Regions from separate parts of the Sus scrofa genome. Here all the other regions are linked to region 2. A link is a contact called in public Hi-C data. All regions are on one chromosome and are shown on one strand. Each heading gives the region's core, a stretch centred on a gene start, on an enhancer-like site or on the middle of the called end of the contact. The rest is flanking DNA. Distances are from core to core; before and after follow the strand shown. Region 1 overlaps FAM13A (protein FAM13A). Region 2 holds the start of PYURF (PIGY upstream reading frame). Region 3 overlaps FAM13A (protein FAM13A).

Region 1 (2,700 bases), core at 199-2,698, 310 kb after region 2:
CCTCTGCAATCCACATTATAATCATTAACGAACAAAACAGAGCCTTGCGCTCAATCATTCTTACAGATCTGCTTTTTTTTTTTTTAGGGTGTCATTTGTGTAATAAACCTATCTGGAATTATTCATGGAGAAATAATATCCTTAACGTTTATGTCCATGTACTATAAAGTACTTATTGATAGAAAGTCCTTGCCTAGATCTGAACTCCAGAAGATAGGGCTCCTAAGATGCATTTTGAAAAGGCTTCTAGCCTATGGACATCCTTGCCACAGCTTCCCCAAAATTGCTAGGAAGCTGATTCAGCTTTATTTTAAACCTGCTCAATGCCGTCTTCAGTTTCTGCATTTCTTCAAGTGTCAAGGCTACTTTCTTACATTGACTTTCTTTCGAGGAAGGAAACAACTGACCAGACGAAGCATAAAAGATAAGACGGTGGGCATAAATATCAGTAAAAGAGGCAAGAGAATATTTGCATTTCTGTGGTCTTAGGAAAGAACATTTTGTCCAACGGACCCGACACAGCTTGCAGCCTATTACCGAAAGATGCCAAGTGGTGGCCAAGTTAACATGGTTTTATACCACGCAGAAAACACAGACCAGAAAAAAAGACCCGAAGAGGAAAGAATACTACCTTTGCAGAGGCATGATTTCGCAAGCCATCCTTGTCTGGCAGTTTGCAAGGGACTCTCACAACTGTCTCTTCCGCGCCAAAGTTGGTCTGGACGGGTGAGCGGCTGCTCGGCGGCTCACCGTGGCTGAGCTGGGCTTGGGGCGTGAGGCGGCACCTCACCGCTGCCGCTGCCACCGCCACCGCCGCGGGGGGGGGAAGCAACTTGGGCTGCCGTCAGCCAGCGTCCTGCGGCTCTCAGCCTGCAAACTTGAGCAGTGCGATTCGATCGCAGCCTCTTGACTTTAACACCGCAGTCCACTTTGACCTTTGTTCCAGGGAAGCAGCTGAACCAGCCAGCCAATCAGAGCCGCAGCTGCTTGCAGGGCTTAAAGGCGCTGCTGCTTTGGCCTCTGCGGCTGGGCTGCCGCTCCTCCTCCGGCTCCTCGGGAGGCTTGCCTAAATCTGGTAACTCGAAACTCTCTGCCGAGCTGGTCCCCAGACAAGCCTGTCCGTCCGGAGAAAGCAACCAATAACTGCAGCAAGAGCACAGAGTCCCTTGACTTCCTAACATTACTGAGACAGCCAACAAGGAAATCCATTTGTCCGGGAGAGACTCTGCCTCTGAAACTAAAGGTTTCTGTGACAGAAGGCAAGTTACCCGGCCCCCTTACGTCCTGAAAAAAAGAAAAATTAAAAAAAAAAAAAAATCAAACAACCCACTAGCATGGGAAGGCGTGATACTTTTCTAGAAGGAAGGCATGCTTCTAGAACCCTGCCCTACCCATATTTATTTCCTGCTGATGTTTGTTTACATTGTGGGGGTTACTAGTCACTGGTGACATCTCCCAAGGCACGTAGCAGCTCTCATTTCTGGGGAGAAAACACGTCCCAAGACTGCCCATGGTCTCAAGGGATCCAAGAAGCCACTCCCACGGAAGCTATTTCGACGTACAATTTTGGCATTTCATCCCTATAAACTTGAATGTGTTTGTAGAGTAATTTTCCTCTAAGAACACCCACAGCACTTTTTTTTTTTTTTTTGGTTGGTTGGTTCTTCATTTAATTTATCGATTTTTTTTTTTAAGGTAACAATAAATCAGTGTCTCCTAAGGTCTGCCACAGGCCTGTTAACTAAGCTTCCCCTTAGGGGCCTCCTCAGCGAGGAACACCACGCTTTATTTTGGGAACATCATTGTTAATCTGTAGATGAACAGAATAGGAGAAATATATTTTAATAAGAGTTCTTTCATAGCCCAGGACTTGCCGGGAGCTACAACAAAGCCCAGAGCATTACGGTTGGCAGAAGAAAGGGCAGAGAGCCAAGACCAAGATGTTCAGAAACGGGGTTGGGGGGGGTGCAAGACGACCAAAACGGTGTCCTCTTCTCTGTACTTTTTCCCAGATTTTTTTTTTTACAGACCAGTCATCATTCTGAATTTAGAACACAAAGCCCATTGCAAGCGTCTACTTTCTGTTGCTATATCTGCTAGTAAAAACATTTCATTGTCTGACTAAATCCTCTATCACATTTATGAAATGGATTAGTCACCCTGAAATGTAGGTTCAGACCTCGTGATAGCATATCAATAACTAAAATCAGCCTTTTAAAACAACGGAAGTTGACTTAAGTCCAGAATTTACTTCAATCAAAGTTGTCCTCAGAGTCTGTTTTGATTCGACATTTAGAAACTCCAATAATAATAAATCCGTTCTCTGTATTTGCTTAAGGTTTTATCTTTCAAAAATGTATCTTTATATCTTGCTTAATACTTCAGTTAACTTCTTGAGTTAGGAAATCACTATTATTTATCACAATATTTTATTGATGAGTAAACTTGATACTAGAAAATTAGGTAATTTGTTCAAATTCATATGGGAAGTTAGTGGCAGAATAGAAATGGGATTCAGAATTTCTCAAGTCTGCCCCAGAACTCTGCTACAAGGCATACTGCTTACTCTATTCTACATGAGTTTTTAAAATATTTCATAACAAACATTTTTAGAAATGGTTAAAACTCAAATGACAGAACAATATTTTGTCTAATTTGGTGGACACATCAATACTATATGGCTAACACAGATATATGAGT
Region 2 (2,836 bases), core at 160-2,659:
TCTTCATTAATCAATTCATTTGTCGATGGTTCATATCTGAGGGGCAGAAGAAAACCAAAATGAATCCCGGAAGAGTCTGAGGTTCAATAAACAGTAACATTTATCCAATTCTTCACACAGTTAGAGCCAGAAAAGCAGAATTAGACTGTTTTTCATTCTAAAAGCAGCAGTAGCCAATTCAACCATTTCTCTTAGAAAAGGAATCTCTAATTGTTCCCATTTTAGTCTGTTTCTCTCATTTTCTTTTTCACGTTATTCTTAAGCTATGCCTTAGTGGAAAAAAAAAAAGAAAAGATCTCTCCTTTTCATCCAAATATTCCTTCATGACTCTTTTAAACCCTCAAACGATCCCAGCTAATTTACTACTGGAACAGACACGAGAGGAAAATTCAGCTTCTTCGCTTATCAGAACACCTGCCTCACTGATCCATGAGAAGGAAACCACGGAAGCAGCAATCTACCACCCAAAGGCAGCCACTGATGACACTGCGGTGTTTGCTAGTATTGTCCACGTTCAGGTTTAGCAGCCTGCAACTGCAGAGATGTTTATCCTAAAGAGTCTAGGTGAAAGGTTAAGAAGGCCTTTACAGAACCGGCTGGTCGAGAACTAAAAACCAAAGGGCCGCACACGTAGCTGATGCGCTTAAGATCCTACCCGGCGTTTTCGCAACAATCTGGAAGCTATCACATTTTTCATCGCCTTGCCTTAAAAATCTGAATGCCATGGATTAGTCTTCCGAATCCCGAGTTCATAACCCTGGCTGTACAGGAAGATCACTTGGGATCCTTTCAAGAAAATACGCAGTTGCTCTGGCTCGGCCCCAAGGCCTTCGGATTGAGCCCGGGTGGGGCGTTGCCTAGAGATCTGCGTTTTAAGAAGGATTCCCCCGAGATTCTAAAACGCTGCCGGCGGAGAAGCTGCCCGCCAGGATCCAGGCCTGCGAGTGGCCGGTTTGGTCCGGGAGGCCTGGGGCTCGGCTGGGGCCTCCTCCCGCCCTTCCCGCGGCGGAGCGAGTACCCGGGAAGCTGGCGGGCCCGGGTCCAAAACATGGCAGCGAAGAACACCCGGGTGACCTGAACGTCTCCCCGGCGACAGGGGGCCACCAGGGAAAAGCCGCAGCGGACGAATCTTACCTGAGCGGCTTCTTGGACAGCGGGCACACCAAGAACTCCAGCAGCGCCGGGTCGAAGGCGCGTGGCGGTTTCCCCTCCTTCTTGTTCTCGTCCGCGGACGGCCGCGAGCCCGAAGCGTGCAGGCACCTCCTGGCGACCGCGGACGGCGGCGCGCGTGTCCCTCGCAGCGCTAAGGCGAGCCGACCGCGCGCTCCGCTCAGCATGGTCTGGCCGCCGGCGCGCGGACCTCCGCACCCCCTGGGCCGCTCCGGCCGCTCCAGCCGATCCCGGGGAGTCCCGCCCAGGCGGCCAGGCCCCGCCCCCCGGTGCTCGGGAAACGCTGCCCCCGACGGCTGGAGGCCCGCTCTTTGGTTCCGAGGGCGCTCGGGACCCGACTGCTTTTCCCGCGGCACCGCTCGGTATGGAGAGCCCCGCCTGCAGCCTGGGCTTTCTGCGGCTCTTCCTGCCCGTTTGCAGGTTGCAGACAAAACCCACGCTCAAGTGGAGGCGTCCTGAGTTTTCACCAGGGCCTGTCGCAGGGCCTCCAGGAAGCCAGTGGCCGGACCTCAGAGTCACACAGTGATAGACTTGGACCTCCGTGGTTATCACCAAAAGGAGGTTTCCAACACACTGTCACACTGGGTATGTTAAAAAGCATTACTTGTTTTATGTGTATCTGTCAGTCTTTGCAGTACCACACTTCCTATAACCTTGTTTGGCTTTTTTTTTTTCTCCTTTCATTAAAAAAAATATAAGAACGGGAAAAGAATGGCTTAGTCCTCTTAAACTTAAGATGCCCAGTTTCTTACCCTGGGCTCAATGGCATAATAATAGCACCACTCATTTGCTTCTGTAAATGAGCTTGGAAACCGCAAGGAGTCTAAGTAACTGTGTCCTTTAATTAAGTGGGTGATCCACACAGTGGTTTTTTTCTCGCCCCGCATTTGCTTCTGACTCTCCCAGAAAATGATGCGGATTTGATCTCTTTCTTATAGTGTAGGAGGTAAGTGCCGGGGGTCCGGGCCTGACACCTTGGTCCCAGGTGCATCGTTTACTAGTTGTAGGGCTCCCGCAAATCTCCTAACTCCCCAGCTTTCTTTTCTTTTTCTTTTTTTTTTTTTTTTTTTTTTTTTTGTCTTTTTGCCATTTCTTGGGCCGCTCCCGCGGCATATGGAGGTTCCCGGGCTAGAGGTCGAATCGGAGCTGTAGCCGCCGGCCTACGCCAGAGCCACAGCCACGCGGGATCCGAGCCGCGTCTGCAACCTACACCACAGCTCACGGCAACGCCGGAACCTTGACCCACTGAGCAAGGGCAGGGACCAAACCCGCAACCTCATGGTTCCTAGTCGGATTCGTTAACCACTGCACCACGACGGGAACTCCCTCCCCAGCTTTCTTATCTGTGTAATTAGATTAATTATTGTTCCTACCTCATATAATTCCATCCTGGGGCTTAAAATGTGCTAATGAATGCAAAGAGTATTTAGAAAAATGCCTGTGGCAAATGAATGCTCAGTTAATGGCATATGTTGTCATTTTTATTTTCTCTATTCTTTGCAGCCCAGTATACTAGAAGATTCTTGGTTAGTCATCAAAATCCACCCCCTTTTTTTGTCCTTTTAGGGCCGCACCTGCAGCACATGAAAGTTCCCAAGCTAGATAGAGCTCAAATACGAGCTGCAGCTGCCAGCGTACACCAGAGCCACAGGAAAGCCAGATCTTA
Region 3 (2,700 bases), core at 187-2,686, 480 kb after region 2:
CTGGAGTTCCCATGGGGCTCAGTGGAGTAAGAACCCTCCATAGTCTCCGTGAGGATGTGGGTTCAACTCCTGGCCTCGCTCAGGGGGGTAAGGACCCAGCATGGCTACAAGCTGCAGCAAAGGTCACACATCAGGCATTGCTGTGGCTGTGGTGTAAGCCGGCAGCTACAACTCCGATTGGACCCCTGGCCTCAGAACTTACACATGGTGCGGCTATGGCCATAAAAAGAAAAAAGAAAAAAAAAAAAGAGTCCTGTGCTATATATAACATGCATATTTGCAGGCTTACACTGTCATTAAAATTATGTAAAATAATTTAAAAAATAAAAATTGATAACCAGTAGCCAATCTCAAAATATTCTCAAATGAATTGTGGAAGACTTGGACCATAGTGAAATTTATCAGCTCAACCAAGAGTCGAAAGTCCGCCCAGTTTCAACTAATTTGGCCAAGAGTTGTGAAATTTTCAGTAACTCCAAACTGGAACTCATTTTTTCCCTTTTCCTTCCTCTTCCTTAATCACTAGGCAGGCGAGGAGACTTGTTCTTTTGTAACTCTTTAACTTTTTTTTAAAGACAGGGAAGTTAGGATACAGAAAGGTTAAAGAGACCAATTTTAAAGTGGAAAGTGGAAAACTTGAGGGAATCACACTAAATGGTGTGTCTTTGCATAACCAAGAAACCAAAGGGCAGAAGCGAGGGCCGAGGACAAATTGGGACATGAGCACAGCAAGAGAGGCTGCCCTGAAACTATGGACGCCTGGGTCTCGTCTCTAGGGATGATGATTTAATCAGCCTAGCATGTAACCATCTTCGGGATTTTTCAAGTGGTCTGCCTCAACCAAGAAGCACGAACTTAACATTTATGAAGTAGACATTATTTGTCTGACATTGTTCTAAGTGCTGTAATGGATAACTTCAATACCCACGATAAGCTCAGGAAGCAAATATCACTATGTGTTGGTGGTCTTCAAACGTCCAGAAAGTCTAACACTTCTTTCAAAAGACAGGGCCTAATTCCTCTCCTCTTTAATATAGGCTGGATTAAGGACTCACTCCTAATGAGTCCAATATGGTACAAATGATGCTATGTGACTCCTGGGACTAGGTCATTGAAAGGAAAGCTGCCATCCCTCTCGATGTGCTCACTCCGGGGGGGAAGTGAGCTACGTGTTATGAGAACATTCAAGCAGCCATCTGGAGAGGCCCATAGAGAAAGAAAGGAACCCTGACTTCTCACCAAGAGCCAGCACTAAATTGCCAGCCGTGTGAACGAGCCACCCTGGAAGCTGTTTTCCTTGCCTCAGTCAAGCCTTCAGATGACTGCAGCCCTTAACGACTCTGACAGCAATTTCCTGAAAGACCCTGCACCGGCATTGCACCGCTAAACCACACCTGAACTCTGAACCCACAGCAACTGTGAGAGAAAGCAAATGTTTACTGTTGTTTCAACCCACTGAATTTTTGGAGGAATTACGGTGCCGCAAAAGATACCTAATATATACTAAGGCACAGAAAGGTGACCTAACCTGTCCGCACTAACACAGCTAGCAGTGGGCACCCAGGTTAGAAACTAGTCAGAATAGACCTGAAGTCTATGCTCTGAGCACATGCTAACAATTTCTTTCTTCAAAATGAAGATTATCTTATCTGTACTTCGCAAGAGTTGATCCTGGGATCCAAAGAGGGTATATAAATAAAACATCTTCTAGATATCAAGCAGTGAATAGTCACTGAATAGCATCGACTATCACTAAAAGGAATAAATTCTTAAAGAGAAATCAGTATCTAAATACAAACAAAATATACAGAAAATTACCTGTACAAAAACCAAAAACACACCCTGGTAATATTTTTTACCCACAGTCTGTCATTTATTTTAAACTCATTCCTTATTCCTAGTTCTGCCAGTCATTAAAGATTTCCAAGAGGAGTTTCTGTCATGGCTCAGTGGTTACTGAACCTAACTAGTATCCATGAGGATGTGGGTTCGATCCCTGGCCTCACTCAGTGGGTTAAGGATCTGGTGTTGCCATGAACTGTGGTGTAGGTCGCAGACATGGCTTGGATCCTGCATTGCTCTGGCTGTGGCATGAGCTGGCATCTGCAGCTCCAACTTGACCCCTAGCCTGGGAACTTCCATATGCCAAAAAGATTCAGTCCTAAAAAGTCAGAAAAAAAAAAAAGATTTCCAAGTAAAAACATCAATCCTGTAATAACGATATCTATCCTAGAGACCACCTAATCAGTACCCACTGTAGGCATTTTACTAATTAATTTTTACTCATACATTTACCAAACTCTGCTAACTTTTTAAAAAGGAGTGTTATGGACTGAATGTTGTCCCCACATAGTTCACAGGTTGAAGCCCTAACCCCTCCAGAACTGTGAGGAAATAAATTTCTGTGGGTTAAGCCCCCAGTTCACAGACGGGATTCTGGTACAGTAGTCTGGGTGACTCACACACACGGTGTGATCAGAAAAGCCTGGGCTTTGGCGTGAGGCAGGTCCTAGCTCTGCACATGCCAGCTGCTTGCTCTTTGGTAAGTAACACCCTCCCTGAGCTTCACGTTCTTTATCTACGAAGTATTTGTAGGAGAAGCCCGTAACGGAGTTTGGAAGCCACGCGCATATAAAACATCTAGGCAAGATCTTGGTACAGAAGGGGCAAGCAAATCGTGATGAAAGGTATATAAAATGA

Evidence for each region. Hi-C and Micro-C count contacts between places; a contact is called where the count stands out from the background.
Region 1: a contact with region 2 is called in a Hi-C map of embryonic fibroblasts, with 1.8 times the contacts expected there. The contact joins the enhancer-like site here to the promoter of PYURF in region 2. A contact is called at or near these places in 6 of 47 Hi-C or Micro-C datasets (embryonic fibroblasts, heart right ventricle, liver and 3 more) and 2 of 2 datasets of contacts at active chromatin or transcription factors (alveolar macrophages and skeletal muscle).
Region 3: a Hi-C map of liver shows a contact between it and region 2, with 1.5 times the contacts expected there. The contact joins the enhancer-like site here to the promoter of PYURF in region 2. A contact is called at or near these places in 3 of 5 promoter capture datasets (fetal liver, fetal skeletal muscle and liver), 17 of 47 Hi-C or Micro-C datasets (alveolar macrophages, brain, embryonic fibroblasts and 9 more) and 1 of 2 datasets of contacts at active chromatin or transcription factors (alveolar macrophages).

The regions. Positions count from the first base shown.
Region 1 is chr8:130,219,964-130,222,663 of Sscrofa11.1, reverse strand. The region is part of intron 8 of FAM13A (protein FAM13A); the gene reads right to left. Among named protein-coding and RNA genes, the nearest start is that of NAP1L5, 140 kb to the left of the region's middle. Within about 2 kb of position 1,448, at least 67 of the 83 cell types and tissues checked have an H3K27ac peak or open chromatin away from gene starts, as enhancers often do. A contact at or near this core is called in alveolar macrophages, embryonic fibroblasts, liver and 3 more, where this site is marked.
Region 2 is chr8:130,526,144-130,528,979 of Sscrofa11.1, reverse strand. It overlaps PYURF (PIGY upstream reading frame), which reads right to left and starts at 1,409. Exons shown (of 2, transcript NM_001271968.1): 1 at 1,135-1,409; 2 at 1-36. The coding sequence starts at 1,337. PIGY (phosphatidylinositol glycan anchor biosynthesis class Y) reads right to left here and starts at 1,409. Exons shown (of 2, transcript NM_001271967.1): 1 at 1,135-1,409; 2 at 1-36.
Region 3 is chr8:130,049,482-130,052,181 of Sscrofa11.1, reverse strand. The region is part of intron 3 of FAM13A (protein FAM13A); the gene reads right to left. Among named protein-coding and RNA genes, the nearest start is that of FAM13A, 29 kb to the right of the region's middle. Within about 2 kb of position 1,436, at least 1 of the 83 cell types and tissues checked has an H3K27ac peak or open chromatin away from gene starts, as enhancers often do. A contact at or near this core is called in liver, where this site is marked.